Regions from separate parts of the Mus musculus genome. Here region 2 is linked to region 1. The links are chromatin contacts, called in public Hi-C maps. All regions are on one chromosome and are shown on one strand. The core of a region is the stretch at or near the end of the contact, and the rest is flanking DNA. Distances in the headings are between cores, read along the strand shown.

Evidence for each region. Hi-C and Micro-C count contacts between places; a contact is called where the count stands out from the background.
Region 2: a Hi-C map of the N1E-115 cell line shows a contact between it and region 1, with 7 times the contacts expected there. The contact joins the enhancer-like site here to the promoter of Lrig1 in region 1. A contact is called at or near these places in 3 of 39 promoter capture datasets (the 3T3-L1 cell line, cranial neural crest and liver), 15 of 484 Hi-C or Micro-C datasets (the 3T3-L1 cell line, the N1E-115 cell line, cerebral cortex and 10 more), 6 of 115 datasets of contacts at active chromatin or transcription factors (embryonic hindbrain, embryonic limb bud, embryonic stem cells and 3 more) and 2 of 9 other capture datasets (adipose tissue and embryonic stem cells).

What each region holds. Positions count from the first base shown.
Region 1 is chr6:94,698,008-94,702,182 of GRCm38.p6, forward strand. It overlaps Lrig1 (leucine-rich repeats and immunoglobulin-like domains 1), which reads right to left and starts at 2,138. Exons shown (of 19, transcript NM_008377.2): 1 at 1,455-2,138. The coding sequence starts at 1,678.
Region 2 is chr6:94,805,212-94,809,386 of GRCm38.p6, forward strand. No RefSeq gene overlaps it. Among named protein-coding and RNA genes, the nearest start is that of Lrig1, 110 kb to the left of the region's middle. Within about 2 kb of position 1,805, at least 58 of the 459 cell types and tissues checked have an H3K27ac peak or open chromatin away from gene starts, as enhancers often do. A contact at or near this core is called in the N1E-115 cell line, heart atrium, muscle stem cells and 3 more, where this site is marked.

The DNA of each region.
Region 1 (4,175 bases), core at 888-3,387:
GAAGGGTCTTTGCTGGCTTCAGAACTCCCACAGCAGATTGCCCAAGTGACCAATGTGAAGACCCAAGCCCCTCACTCTAAGAATACAGTCTTCTTGTTAGAAAAGAATCAACTTCTCTCCTTCAAGACGGTCAGATACCCAGCCCCTAGTTTTCTGCAATGAAGCCACAGGTGTGAGTTAAAGCCTGTGTCATCAATTTTCGCTTTTTAAAACAGCAAATGTCATGACTGAAGCTACTGCTGTACTACTTCTGTGTCCTAGGAAAGACATTCAAAAGCTCAAATGAGACGCAGACTACTCAAGCTAGGCCTTTCTCTGGAAGGTACTAATAGTTCTAGAGATGCTAATTACTGATAGCTGAGCAAGATTCGACTCAAAGGTCTAGGTTTTTTTGGTTTTTTATTTGTTTTGTATTGTTTTTTTTAAGAATAACAATGCTATTCTACTCCACTTTGTTTACAGAAATCTAATGTTCCCAACGAACCCCAATCCCAGCAGCACAGAAGTGCACCTAAACTGACAGAGCTAGCCAGGCCCCCTGTCACCTTCTCCCATAGTAGCACTACTCCACAACTAACTTGTGCCATTTATGGAGGAGAAACTCGAGGGTAGGAGCAGACCCAGCCCCAGTGGATCAAGCCCAAGGGGACCCCAGGGAACAGACAGGAAGGGATCTGGAACACAGTTCCTGTACTTGCCAGCCATGCGGAAAAGAGCTAACAGCCACACTCAGACATCTCCAAGAACTGTCTCAAAGCTTCTCAACTCCTGGCTTCTTCAGGACAGGGTCCCTTTTGCCCTGGCCAATGCCAAGTCAAGCCACCACGATTGTCTGGTGATCAGGAGACTGCAACACATACTCACTAATACACAGTATAAATAGCATGAACCCTGGAGATGTGAGTCACTGTCATTCATTACCAACTGAAGGTAAGTTGAGGGAACTCAAGACACCTAAGGGCTGGGTTACATACAGCACAGGAGAAAAGATACAGCCATGGATCCCAATCCCAACACAGGCTCCTACACTCTGCCATTGCGTCCGTCTCACATGCACACAAATTCGCTCACCTCCACTCTACACACACACATATTTCGCGCTCCACAGCACTCTCACTCAGTTTCAAATCACAAACCGGTGGCTCACCTCCACGGCCCACACTCGCTGACTTCCAGACTTCACGAGGCACACTCGATCACCCTTACAGGATCACTCATGTCCTGCATCCTCTCCACAACACACGCTCGCCGCAAGGCAGGCTCCTCCAGAATCACGCTCACCTTCAAACCCCAGAAGCAGAGTCCTCTCTCCCGAGCTCCCACGCGTGACCTCCACTCGGCCACCCACAAGTCTCCCCAGCCCACAGAGCGCACTCCGCACCCTCTCCGGCTGAGCACACCAGCAGCCCCGTCTTAGTGACAGCGCCCGGACGAGAGGCAAAGGCGATACTCACAGGCTGCGCGTCCAGGAGGGCAGGTCCCGGGGCAGCGTCGCCAGCCCGCGCCCACTGCAGTCCAGCGAGTCCCCGGCGCAAGTGCAGGCGGCCGCGCAGGGGGCCCGCGGGCCAGCCTGGGCGCCCGCTGACTCCGGCCATTGCAGTAGCAGCAAGAGCAGCCAGAGCAGAAGGCGAGGCGCAAGGCGCGGGGCTCCGAGCACTCCCGGACCGGGCCGCGCCATCTTGTCTGGAACGCGCCGCGAAGCCGGGGAGCGAGGGCTGCGAGGTGCGGGCGGCCGCGGGCGCGGGCTGCGCTCGGAGCTAGGCTCCGCGCCGGGACATGGACGCCCGACTCCAGTCGGCTCCGGGGCCGCGGCGCTCAGCCGGCACGCTCTGCCCGGGCCGCTTCGCAGCACCCTGCGGGGACCGCCACCCCCGCGCCCATCCGGGCCGAGCCCCGCGCGCGGCGAACTCTGTGGAGTCCCGCAGTGAGTGCCCGGCCGCCGCTGCTCGTCCTTCCCGCCGCGCTGAGAGTCGCCTTCAGAGCTCGGGCGCACGCCGAGAGCCGCCGCCTCTGAGGACTGAAAACGCTTAGCCTCGGCCTCTGCGCGTGGCGCGGGCGGGCATCTCACTGAGGGCGCTGAGCTGATGATAGCCGTGGACCCCACGCGCCTGCCCGTCCCGGAGCGGCCGGAGCGCACCGTGCCTCAGCGCTGCGAACAATCAGCGGCCAGCCGCTCCGCGGTCCAGCCCCGCGGCCCCAGGCCCCGCCCCGGCTGCTCGCCCTCACACACCCCTCCGATGGGGCCCCGGGGCGCAGATCGGCCCACGTTGGCTGCAGGGCTACAGCATTACGCCCCGCCCTGCCCGTTGCTCATTGGCTCCTGGAGCGCCTTTTTGGCGTCCTAACCCATAAGAGCGCTCGCTCCCTGAGGTCCCGCCTCCGCTCGCTTTTCCCACCCAAGGTGTGAAAGGCGGGGACGGGGCGGGGAAAAGGAGAGGCGTGCTGCCTCCTCTTAAAGGAGACTTGTAGGGTTTTGGCTACCAAGTACCAGAATCTGGAAAAGTGGCCTAAGCTTCGGTCCATTGAGCCTAGGAGAAGAGAGAAAGTTTGTAATCCACGGGTTTGGGAGCTATCTGGACCCAAGGTTTATTCTGCTCTCCTAAACTAAAAACATCATGGTGGATTTACAGCAAACGAGCACCCTTTTTCAGGTGCCTTGCAAAAGAAAAAAAAAAAAGATTTAAAACTTGCTTTCATGAGTTTCTCAGCTATTTCCTCAGAGGTGGGGCCCCCTTTCCCATCTGTGCTCCACACTCGTTCTTCTTGATATCTTTAATCCAGAAATGTGTCCTTGACTACCGAAATGACTGTGTGCTGCAGAAATTGAATCTTGAGGGCACGCCCACTTCCCCGCCCCTAGTTAGTTGAAGGATAGTTCGGGAAGTGCTCTGGACTTGGATAAAGGGGGTTGCTGTGGTGGTGTGTTTTGTTATTGAAAATCAGTGCCTTTAAAATACAATTTCCAAGAAATTATCCGTGACGTGCTCTTTATAGACAGTGAGAGAGGTGGGGGGAGGGAGAGAGGAGAGAGAGAGAGAGAGAGAGAGAGAGAGAGAGAGAGAGAGAGAGAGAGAGAGAGAACCTGTTAGTTTGGCAAACACGGATCAGAATAGATTGATAGCCGCCATGTGAAACAGTGCTTGGACATAGGCGAGCACACGCGCGCGAACACACACACACTTAATGGAGTGGGGCGGGGGGGCGGGGGGAAGAGATTAGCACTGTAATACATATCTGCCGCCTCTGGGCGGTTTGACTTGCTGATGTCCGAACTGCACACAGGGTCAGGGAAACTAAGGCGCTGGAGTCTTCTGGAAAACATTTGTTCCAGCACGGTTAAATCTAACTTAGGCTTTATAGAAAGGGAGTAGGAACGCTGTTCATCGGGAAGAAAAACACCGAACAGTTAAAGGGATTTCATTACATGTTTGACATATTCAAGAAATACGATTTGATGCTAAACGTGGCTGTCCCTCAAGTTTTGCTTTTTTTTTAAACCAAAATTGGACCTGTATTTAGTAGTCAGGTGATTGTTGCCTAGCTGTCTGTGCTTTCTGTCTCTTTCTTTCCTTGCCTTCTTTCTTCCTTCTTTTTTGATTGTTTGAGTCTCATCATGTAGCCCAGACTCCCTCAACCTTATTATGCTCCTGTTTCAGTCTTCTGGAACAACTGGCATTACAGGTGTGTGCAGCATGCCCGGCTTTGTTTGCCATTCTTTTCATCCTTACACCAGCCTTCCCTTTCTCCTGATTGCCTACACTATAGAGCAATGCTGTTGGGTTTCTCTCCCATTTTCTGTATATCTCAGAAGTGATGGTGAAGCAGTGTCCACACGTGCATAAATTAAGCCAAATGTAATACCTCAGAAATCTTAACAGGAAAGCTCCAACTAGTATCTGTGTGCACATGCACGCATGAGCAGGAACATATGTGCTACACATGCAGTCCACATTAGCATACACCTTCCAACTGGATAAGGAGAAACAGGTCTCCTTGTTTTCATGCCCTTGGGTAGAAATAGGAAGCTGGGGAATGGAATATACAAGAGCTGCAAATTGGAGTCCTCTATCATGGTGCTTACGAATTTCAAGACAAAATAGTACACTTTAAAGATTCCTTTTATTTTTAATTGCATATGTGTGTGCATGTACGTATGTCTGTGAGTATGTATATGG
Region 2 (4,175 bases), core at 555-3,054, 110 kb after region 1:
TTAATGATCCCTATCTGTGCTGTATGCACTTCCTAGTCAGTGGCCCCGCATCGGACATTTTCTTCCAAATAGGCACCGTTATTAAAATGAGTTCCCAGTCTGCCCTGAAATCTCCTCCAAGCCATAGACCTTATCTTTGTCATGGTTTATTAAAAAAAAAAAAAAAAAACTTTTGTTTATGCTTATCTTGTATGTCTGATGTGGGTGTGGAGGTCAGAGGACAACTTTGTGGCATTGGAGCTCTCCTTCCACCTTGACCTGGGTTCCAGAGACTGACCTTGGGTGGCCTGAAGAGGCCTGCACTTTACCTACTGTGCGCCATCTTGACAGTCATCTGCCTGTCATAGCAACTGCCGCAGTGATGGCACATAGCAGGTACCTCACAGAGCTTGTGCTGTGTGAAACAGGGAACTGTTTGGTGGGCGGTTTGTTGACTCTCAGCTGAGTTTCCCTAAGAAGCAGCTACCATTCCTTTCCTTAAAAACATCCTACCCCCAAGTTCCACTGATTTTTTTTTTTAAATCAAGGAAGAAGGCAATGTGCAGGCAGCTGCTAGCCTAACTGGCCTGGTTCTGGTCATCACAATACTTCCTGCCCTCATGACTAGTTTGGAATAAGCACAGGAAATTACGTCAGTTGGCAACAAGAGTCCAGCAGTTGGGATCGGGGAGGTATGCATATTTGCTTATCCAGTTCCCTGCTCCCCCGCCAGGCTAGCGCATGGAGCTTTGACCTCCCATATGTTTTTAATGTGTGTGGAGATAAGCCATCCAACAAGCTGGAAGCAACAGGTTGAGCCTGCCCTCCCCCCACCCCACCCCCACCTCCCACCCCGTTCCAGCTGTAATTGTTCTGAGAGGTCGAACAACCTCCCGTGGCTACGTGTGATTTGAAATTAGCACTCACATGGAGTCTATAGAAATCAGGAAGTAATGACTCTCATCTTCTGAGAGATGATATGTTGGGATTTCCCTCAGCGGGAAAGACATGAGGAAGACTGTGAGGTTTGGAGCCAGTGCGACCTGGCTTTGACTTGGTTCCCCAGTGCCCTGCAAGGCGGTCTTGTGCAAAGACTCGTTCTCTTGAGAGCCCAGACTCTTCATCTGTGTGATGCAGATGATAAGAGACCCTTTAGTGATGAAAACTTCTTGTCCCTTCCCTCAAGTCTCTTCTGAAGCCTTCTTATAGTTTGTAACCATCGATGAAGATAAATCACTGCTGGTGTCCAGTTTCAGAGTGGTAAGCTTTGGAGGCAGATGGTCCCTACCTAGAGCTGCTGACCAGTGTCTGTGCAGGTCCACGTGCACCCCTTTATCTCTCAGTCAGCTTCTCCTCAGCCAACTGGGGATGACAACCTTAACTCTGTTCTACCAGGGAGTGAAAACTAGACCCCCAAGGTCACATGCTCAGCCCCTCCTGGACCACGGTCTGCACACACAATGACAGCTGTTGTCATTTCTCTTTGCCTCGGGTGGTTTGGAATAGCAGTTGACACAGCTGGGCTCTGAGCTCTCAGTTAGTTCCTCCAGCCTTGCCTTTGGGTTGTCTGCCCCTTTCTGACATGACTGTTTGTGGAAACCCTGCTCGCAGCAGAGTAAATCCTTCAGCAAACCTGCCAGCCAACTCTGTCTGCGAAAGTAAGGGTCCACTGAAGACTGTTGTTAAGACTTGATCTGTGTGTTTAACAAGTCCTTCAGTGCGTGGCCATCATACACCATAGGGGCCGAGCACGGCACTGTCCACAATCAGCCGATGCTGGCAGGAAGACTCAGCCAGCACAGCTTGCCTCTAACTGTTCCCAGATGCTCTGACGTCAGAAGAGGCATCTGATTATCAGAAGTGGATGATGCTGTAGCAGGGATCACTAGCCCCAGATGTTGATCGGCAGGCCAAGGGGGAGCAAGATGATTTCCTGGCTGGATGGGGGCGGGGGGTGAGGGACAAAGCACTCCAGGCCTTGTCTTGTTCCCAGTCAGGTAAGGAACACTCACAGGAGCAAACCTCACCTTCTAAACAGGCCCCAGTGACCACAACTCCTTGTATCAGGCCTTTGTTCCCTCCTCTGCCCAGCCCTCAGTGTGGGTTGGACCTCATGACTTGCTTCCAATCATCAGAGCTGGCCAAGTTGACGGGTTGTCATTTCTTTAATTAAGTTACAGAGGGCTGGACTTCTGTCTTGCTGGCTTGGTCTTGTCATGAAGCAAACTCACTTGGGCAAGAACCCCAGGAACGTCAAGGAAAACCGAGTGTGTCTGTTCTTTGTCTTGCAGTGAACATGGAGCTCGGGTCTCCTGTGTAACAACATTTTCATAATGGTACTCTGCCAGCAACCACGAGGATGAGAGCAGAGGGCCCTTCCTCAGGGGAACCTTCTGTGGAAGCCTCTGTCTTGGCGGCATCTTGATTATAATTTAGGTGGGGATGCTAGGCAGGGAGCCTGAATGATCCCAGAAACTTTGATATTGGAAGGTTTTGAGAGTACTAGGTTGTTAGGGAGCAATAGATAGCTGGTAGAGATTCCTTCCTTCTTTTCACAAATAGATAACAGACCTGCATTTCTCCTTAGGATTAGGGGCAGTAGTAACTCTGTCTCTAACCTAGAGTTCCCTCAGGCATTTTGCTGATAGATTAGTCTGCCTTTAGCATGGTTTCTTCCTCTATTAATTTATTTTGGTTTTCTGAGATAGGCTCTCACACAGCCCGGGCTGGCCTCAACTCACTGTATAGCTGAGGCTGACTTTGAACTTCGGATCTTCTGGCCTCCATTTCCCAAATGCCAAGATTACAAGGCATATACCACTACATCCAGTTTACACAATGCTAGGAATCAAACCCTGGGCCTTGTGCGTGCTAGACAAGCACTCTCCAAACAGAGCCCTATCCCCTCTTTATTTAATAATCTCCTCGTGAGGGAGCGACTCACCTTTTCCATCTGGCATTCGAGGCTCACTTCCATATCTGCCCCCTACCAGCTGCCAGAACGCCAATAGCACATATCACTCTTGTGTGAACAAAAAGCCTTTATTGGATCCCAGATGCCAACCAGATTGGCTCTGTGTTCTGCAACTTGACAGTGAAGGCTTGCCTCAGTCCAGTCTCTCTTCCCTCCCTGCCTAATAGTGTTTGCAGAGCAGTAGGCTGCATCCAGCATTTCTGCTGTGATGTCCCTTCTCCTCACTCCACAACTTTCTCTTGCTTCTAACTTGTGCTTTTCCTGTCATTCTCTGAACCACTTTCTCTGGAAAATTCTTACTCATGCCCACTCAGCTCACCACATTAACACAGAGGGAAGAAAGGGAAAGCGCCTGAAACACTCATTTGCTTAGATCTGCATGGACCAACTGTCCCTGGAAACAGTGGGAAGAAACCAGTGATGTGGGTTATTTCTGGGGAAAGGAGAGGAAGTGAGTCGTCGTGATGGATAAAGCTGGGGAGGAGGAATTTCTGTTGTAAACGCTTATTGTAAACATGAAACACACAGTCCTAGCAAAGTAAGAGAAAGGTAACTTGTCAACGAGCCTTTTCTTGGAAGCCCTTGGCTTTCTTCTAGTAAAACAGGTCTGTGTTGTCTCACTGTATATCTGGGTAGACTGAGAGTCCAGCAGTCCATCATTATGTACAGACCTGCAAATTTTCCACTACAGTCTACTGTCTTTATAGGCATTGGCTTTACCTGACTGTGGGCCCAAGGAGCTGGTCCTGATTGTCTGGCCCTCTCTTCTCTTTCCTTTATTGTAACTTTTGTTGTTGTTTAAGGAAGGCTGTCAGATGCCATGTGGCCTAGGCTCACCATTGTTCAGGTCACTCTGGTACTATGTAGGCTGGGATGGCCTATGCTTAGAGGCAAATCTCCTGAGTCGCAAGCCTTCACAGGACAGGCACAAGGGAACACCACCACGTGGACTGATGCCTTATCTCAGGGGTCGGCCACTACATTCATCATTTCTGATCAGGTTTTGTAAACAGAGCTATCCATGCATGACAGGTGTCTGTGGCTGCTTTCCTCTTAAGAGTAGTGAAGAGTCACAGCAAAGCTAAAGCATTAGGGGCAAGGTTTCTTCATCCCGATTCATCATTGTTATCCCTCTTGATTATTCTGATTGTTAGGTACAAACTTCTACACACTGAAAAAAAGACAGTATCTCTAACCAATGGTGCTGTTCAAATGGTTTGCT